Regions from separate parts of the Dromaius novaehollandiae genome. Here region 1 is linked to region 2. A link is a contact called in public Hi-C data. All regions are on one chromosome and are shown on one strand. The core of a region is the stretch at or near the end of the contact, and the rest is flanking DNA. Distances in the headings are between cores, read along the strand shown. Region 1 holds the start of ARHGAP5 (Rho GTPase activating protein 5). Region 2 has its middle 32 kb from the start of AKAP6.

The links. A called contact is a pair of places that touch in the nucleus more often than the background predicts.
Region 1: a contact with region 2 is called in a Hi-C map of liver, with 4 times the contacts expected there. The contact joins the promoter of ARHGAP5 here to the enhancer-like site in region 2. A contact is called at or near these places in 3 of 4 Hi-C or Micro-C datasets (brain, liver and ovary).

The regions. Positions count from the first base shown.
Region 1 is chr5:31,092,892-31,095,591 of bDroNov1.hap1, reverse strand. It overlaps ARHGAP5 (Rho GTPase activating protein 5), which reads left to right and starts at 1,354. Exons shown (of 8, transcript XM_064512375.1): 1 at 1,354-1,753.
Region 2 is chr5:31,014,555-31,017,519 of bDroNov1.hap1, reverse strand. No RefSeq gene overlaps it. Among named protein-coding and RNA genes, the nearest start is that of AKAP6, 32 kb to the right of the region's middle. Within about 2 kb of position 1,704, at least 2 of the 2 cell types and tissues checked have open chromatin away from gene starts, as enhancers often do.

The sequences.
Region 1 (2,700 bases), core at 105-2,604, 78 kb before region 2:
TTAAAACCTTTTAATCTCCTAATTTTCAGATGTGTAACTTTAAAATGTGCATGTCATATATACAATTGCACAGAATCATATTGTTATTAAGTATTATGGTGACAAATAAAATGTTCAAAACTTGGAATGTACCAGGAATAAGGCTGCTAGTGAAACATTAATTTGTTCCTTTGTACATAGACATGAGAATGGTAATAGTCATAAATGTTGCTTTGCCCCAAAAGTCCCTACCTTCTGCAGTGGACAGAGTAGATTAGCATCTACTTACTAATATTTTTCCTTGTGTCCCATGCCTCACCTACCGCACGGTCCTGAAACCCAGCTCTGAGGGCAGGGCTCCAAATACCCACGTTGGCCACTCTGCAAGACCAGCATGAGTGCTTCACTAGCATTAATTAGCACCCAGAAAGCCTCTGCTGGAAGGAAGGAGATTTTACTTTCCCTTACACATCAGCAAAACGGTGGCATGTGGAGATAATGGTGAAAAATGTGCACTAAACTTGGGAGCTTAATCCGACTCCTGCGTTTTCAAAGCACTGCGTATCACTTGCAAAGCAACGCGCTGTGCCCACCTCACCGGCGGGCAGGCAGGCAAGTCACACCCATGGGCCACAGAGTATGCTCGGCCGCCAGTTCTCATCTTTTTTTAATGGATAAAAAGATGTGATGTTACAGACATGCTAAATCTGGAAAATATTATGAAGAGTTATATGCAGCTTGAAGAGAAAGAAGTGAGGAACACTGGGCTGACCACCCCAACTCGCTGTTATCTTCAGCTCTGCCCCAACTGGGCACCGTCCTCTTTCTCTGTGGACTTGCCTCCCAGCCTGTTGGGGCCTGGAGCAAGGGCCGCAGGTGCCATTCTGAGGCTGCAGAGACTTTGTGCTCCCCTGTTCGTAGCCTTTGCGCAAGGCAGAAGGCAGCCACCTGTAAGGGTGCTTCCACCCCGCAGACAGGGGAAGGAGAAGAGGGAGTGTGTCCGTCCAGGACAGGCAGGGAACCTGCGCGGGCACCTGCGCCAGCCCTGGGAGGGAGTATGGAGTTGCTCTCTGGGATTCGGGGGCGGATTTAGAGGCCAGGCGCCCTCCCTTCCCCGCGCCAGCAGGGCCGAGCAGCACGCCGCGTCCCCTGCCCGCCGCGCGGACAGACACCTTTAAGTTTCGCTCACGCAACGCGGCGAGCTCTCGGCCTGACTCTGTCTGAGGCGGGACTAGAACCCGCGTCCCACCGCTCCGCGGCTCCCGGCGCTGGCCACCGGGACATGAGCGAGCGGCCTGGCGCGCGTGCCCGGGCGGGCTGGGAGGGGGAGGTGCGGCGGCGCGCGTGCGCGCGCAGCTGGCGGCCGGCGGCCGGCGGCGCGCACCATCCCAGGCTTCCCAGGGAATCCAGCGGCGGCAGGAAGAGGCTCTTCCCCGCGCACGCGCAGCTGGCCGGGCGCGCGCGCTGAGCCGCGGCGGCGGGAGGGAGGGGGGAGGGGAGGGAAGCTGCTGAGGTAAAGTTAGGGGGAGAGAGAGACTCCGTCAGCGAAGCGAGAGCCGTCGGCGGCCGCCATTACTGAGCCGAGAGCGCCGGGGAGAGGAGCGGGGAGGCGGGACGGGACTGTGGCGGCCGGGAGCGCTCGGGAGGCGCGGGCCGGAGAGCGGAGAGAGCCCCGCGGGGAGGAGAAGCCGCCGGGGGCGCCGGCGCGGAGGGAGCGTCCCGGGAATGCTGGTGCTCCCGCCGCCGCGGAGGAGCCGGATCCCGACGGTGCGAGGTGAGGGGAGGAATCCGGTCCCCCGGGAGCTGGCCCGGCCCCCGCCCGGACCGGCGGCGCGGCGCGGAGCGGAGCGGGCCGGCCGGGCGGCGGGGGGAGGCGGCGGCCGGCGAGCCGGTGCGGCGGCCGCTGGCTGTAACCAGTTCGGGGGGCTTGGGCCGGCGCGGGGAGAGGGCAGCCGGCTGCCCCCGGCCCCCGGGCGCCTCGGCGCCGGGGAGGGGCGGCGGGAAGGGCAGGGAGCGGAGCGCCTGGTCCCAGACAGGTGATGAAGGCCTGAGCAATGGGAGGGTCTGAGCCTGCTGTACGAGGCTGCCAGCTGGTCACGGCTCTCCGGGGAGGGAGGAAGGCAGGAAGGGGAGCTTCCCTGCTCCTCTCTTCTTCCTTCCTTCCTCATTCCCCTCTTCCCTCTCTACTCCTTCGGCTTCCTCCCTCCCTTCCTTCCCTCCTGCCTGTCTTTTTTCTCCTTTCTGCTCCCCTCTCTCTGTACCTCTTTTTCTCCTCTTCTCCCTTCTTTACTCGTTCTCGTGTTCTCTATTCTTTTCCTTCTCTTAACAGATGCGAGCAGTTGTCAGTTTTCCTCCTTCTCTTCATCTGCAAATATTGCTTTAAATTAAATCTCAGAAAACTTCACTCTCCTAATGACGTGTGTTCATTTCTGTTTTTCCACCAGGTGGATTTTAAGCCTTTGAAATAGGGTAGCCAGTTGCAGTCTTGCAGCTTTCAAGCATTTTGAATCCCTTCAACCGGCATAACCTTTAGACTCTCTCCACCCAAGAAAAGCACTGGTGATACACAGATATAACACCACAGTTTGTTAAATATAGAATAAAAGGGGTGTAAAACTCCGATACGTTAAAAATAGAAGAAAGGCTGTTTGCTCAGGAAATGAAGAAACACTCGCCACTTTCCCCCCAGAATCCACTCCACCCTTCCTCTGTATCCCCCTT
Region 2 (2,965 bases), core at 455-2,954:
TGACTGCATGGTGGTTGATATAGGGTTTACATGTATCAAAGGCAGAACAGAAGCCCAGGCCATTTACTTTTAAAGCTAAGCCTGTCTTACATGGTAATGCCATCATTACCTTGCCTTGAGGGTTTTCCTTACATTGCAAGTGTGGTCTCTACAGTGACATACCCTAATCAGAAGTCAGTAACGTACAGGGCAATTACGGTGTGGTGTTAGAAGTATGTGCTTTCTCCTATACACCAGCTGTGCCCTGATGTAAGGGATCCTGTCTGGCAGTTCCACTCCCTGTTCTTTCTGCCTTTGGCACAGCTCCGTGAACAGCCGCTTGGCAGGCCTGTTCAAAGGGCAGGGCTGGGGAACGAAACCGATACGAGCTGGGGGAAAGGTTGGGTGGATGGACAGCTACTGTGCACCAGCAAATTCATAGTAACACTTTGTATGCGGGCTCTTAACCAGCAAAACTTTAAGGTAATTTGAATTAGCCCATTTTCACTGCAGTTCATTAGTACAAGCTGCTATGTAGACTAAATAGCTCTGCTTATTAGTCAGACTAATTCATTTAGGTGATAGTACTGGAATACTGCAGTGATATCTCTGTCTTGTTTCCGGTGCTTGAACTAATGCATTTGGAGGCAGCTTGGGTAGCTCAGCTCAGGTTTGACTTGTGTGGTGCAGACCTACCCTTGATTTACCATTTAACAGAGCTATGCCAGACCAGTCTGGCACATGGAGCAAGAGTATGCAGTTGCAATGACTCCATGTCCACTGGAGATCAGGTCAAAATTGATCCAAATCAGCCCAGAAGTAATACTCGCAAACATCTAGGTATACTAAAAAATGTAATGTGTTACTTAGGAATATCTAGGCTGCAGCTAAAATATGTTGTAAGACTTTTTCTCTCTGCTAAACAAAATCCAATTTTTGCAGCTGAGATGTATATGCAGTTGTCTCTTCACTTTACTAAAAGTAGCCTTCAGCAAAAAGGTTTAAAATCTTGAAAACACATTATAAGACATTAAGGTAGTGGGAAGCGTATTTTCTTCTTTTATAGGTATATCTTTTGGTCAGTGCTTTAATGCAATGATTGATGAAAATGCTGTCTATGGCTGACATCTGGGATTATTAATGGATGTAGAATCAAATTTCTTTGGCATTAGAGAAAAAGAGTGACCTGTGTCTCACTAGATAAAATGCTCAAGTGGGAATGGACCTTCAGTTTAATTTTAGATATTACATTTTGAAACTGTTTTACTTTGTCAGGCTAATAAACAATGCTTATAGCACCTATTGCTAAAGTCTGTGATATGCATGAAAATGTGTAACTTGGTAGTGGACAAGTGCTTTGAATCTTATGGCTAAAATCTGAAGCTTTGATATGTGCAAAATTCTAACAGAAGCCAAAAGGATGTCAAGTAAAAAGCAAACAGACATGTTTAGAAGGTTGCTCTGTCATTTTTACCTTTTACAGCACTCCACGAGTTAAAAGCAGAGCCCTGCACAAGGCTGCTGTTGTGAGATGCCAACTCAAGGATTTTTAATGCTGTAAGACAAAGGGTTCCCTTAGCTAAAAATAATCTTTTCTTTCCTCCTGTTCCTAAGCTTTTTCCTCCAGGGAGCAGATTCATTATGCTGTGTGTATGTGTTCAGTGCATTGCAGGAGTTACTGAGGTTTGATGACGTCACGACTCTAAGCCTTCCTCTTTTGCCACAAGGTCTGCACTCTTAGCTATTGCCTTTTGTGTCTCACTAAAATGCCACTTTCATGTAGTACTGTGCTTTATGCCTACGTAAAAGACAGCATTTGCCATTCTAGGTCAGTAAATTTGCAAAGGGAGAGCACCAGTAAAGCAAGTGGGCTTTTTTACTGTCAGACAAAGCTGTCTCTGGATTTTAGGGCTAGCTAATCAAACAAAACAAAACACACACCTCATCAAGATTTTACGTGGTTCACTTGTCAGGCAGAAGTGTGCCTGGAATCCATTTCCAGCAGAGGTCAGAGATCAGCAGTGCTCAGGCAGCCAAGGGAGTGATTCCCCTGTGACACTTTTGCTGTGTTTTGATGAAAGTGAAAGCCATGTGGTACATGGATGAAAAAGCGAACAGATTTTTTTTTTTCCTGTGGCAGTGCTGAATTTTGAAGCTAAACACAGCAGGTAGGAAGAGTCTACATATTTGAAAAGCACCAGTATATCTCAACACCAAAGCACTTATCTCTCTGTCATTTTAACCCATTGCTATATTCCTTACACAAGTCCACATTTCTGAGATTCACAGTACTGTCATTTTTTCTCTGAAGAGACTGGGTACTTCTCTTAATTAATCTCTCACTGAGACTGGGAGAATTGTGTTTGTCCACATATGTAACAGATGAGACGATGCAATGTGGCAAATAATACATATCATATCTTAACAGAAATAGTATATTTTCCCAGTAGAACTGGTCATGCTAACTTAAGTATTTCAGTGATATATATTGGAGTATTACCTGATGATGGGACTAAAAGTCAAGGTTTTAATCCTTTACTATGGCTTCTTTGACTGTGCCAGAAACAATATCTTGTTCATATATTTGATTATATAATTATATTCTCCTGACAGAGTTTTTCCTTTCAATGGTTGGCATGCCTCCTATTTCCCACCCTTTGTCTATTATATAGTGTTGATTGCATTGTATTGCCACATTTTGAGGGTCGTTTAATGCAAATGCATCCATCTCTTATATATGTAGCTTTTTCCCTATGCATTTTTCTGAAGCTTGATGAACAAGTAATTTTTATAAGTCAATAAATAATAATAAAACTGCAAAAGCCACCTAGAAAAAATTATCAAGGGATTTTATGACTCAGGGGATCAGTAATGAAATACAGGGTTTTTCACCTCTAGGGCACTGATTCAAATATAACCTAGGTCATTAGTGAGCAAAAAATCATTACCAGCAGCTGTTCAGTGACCTACAGAATGTGAAATGAGT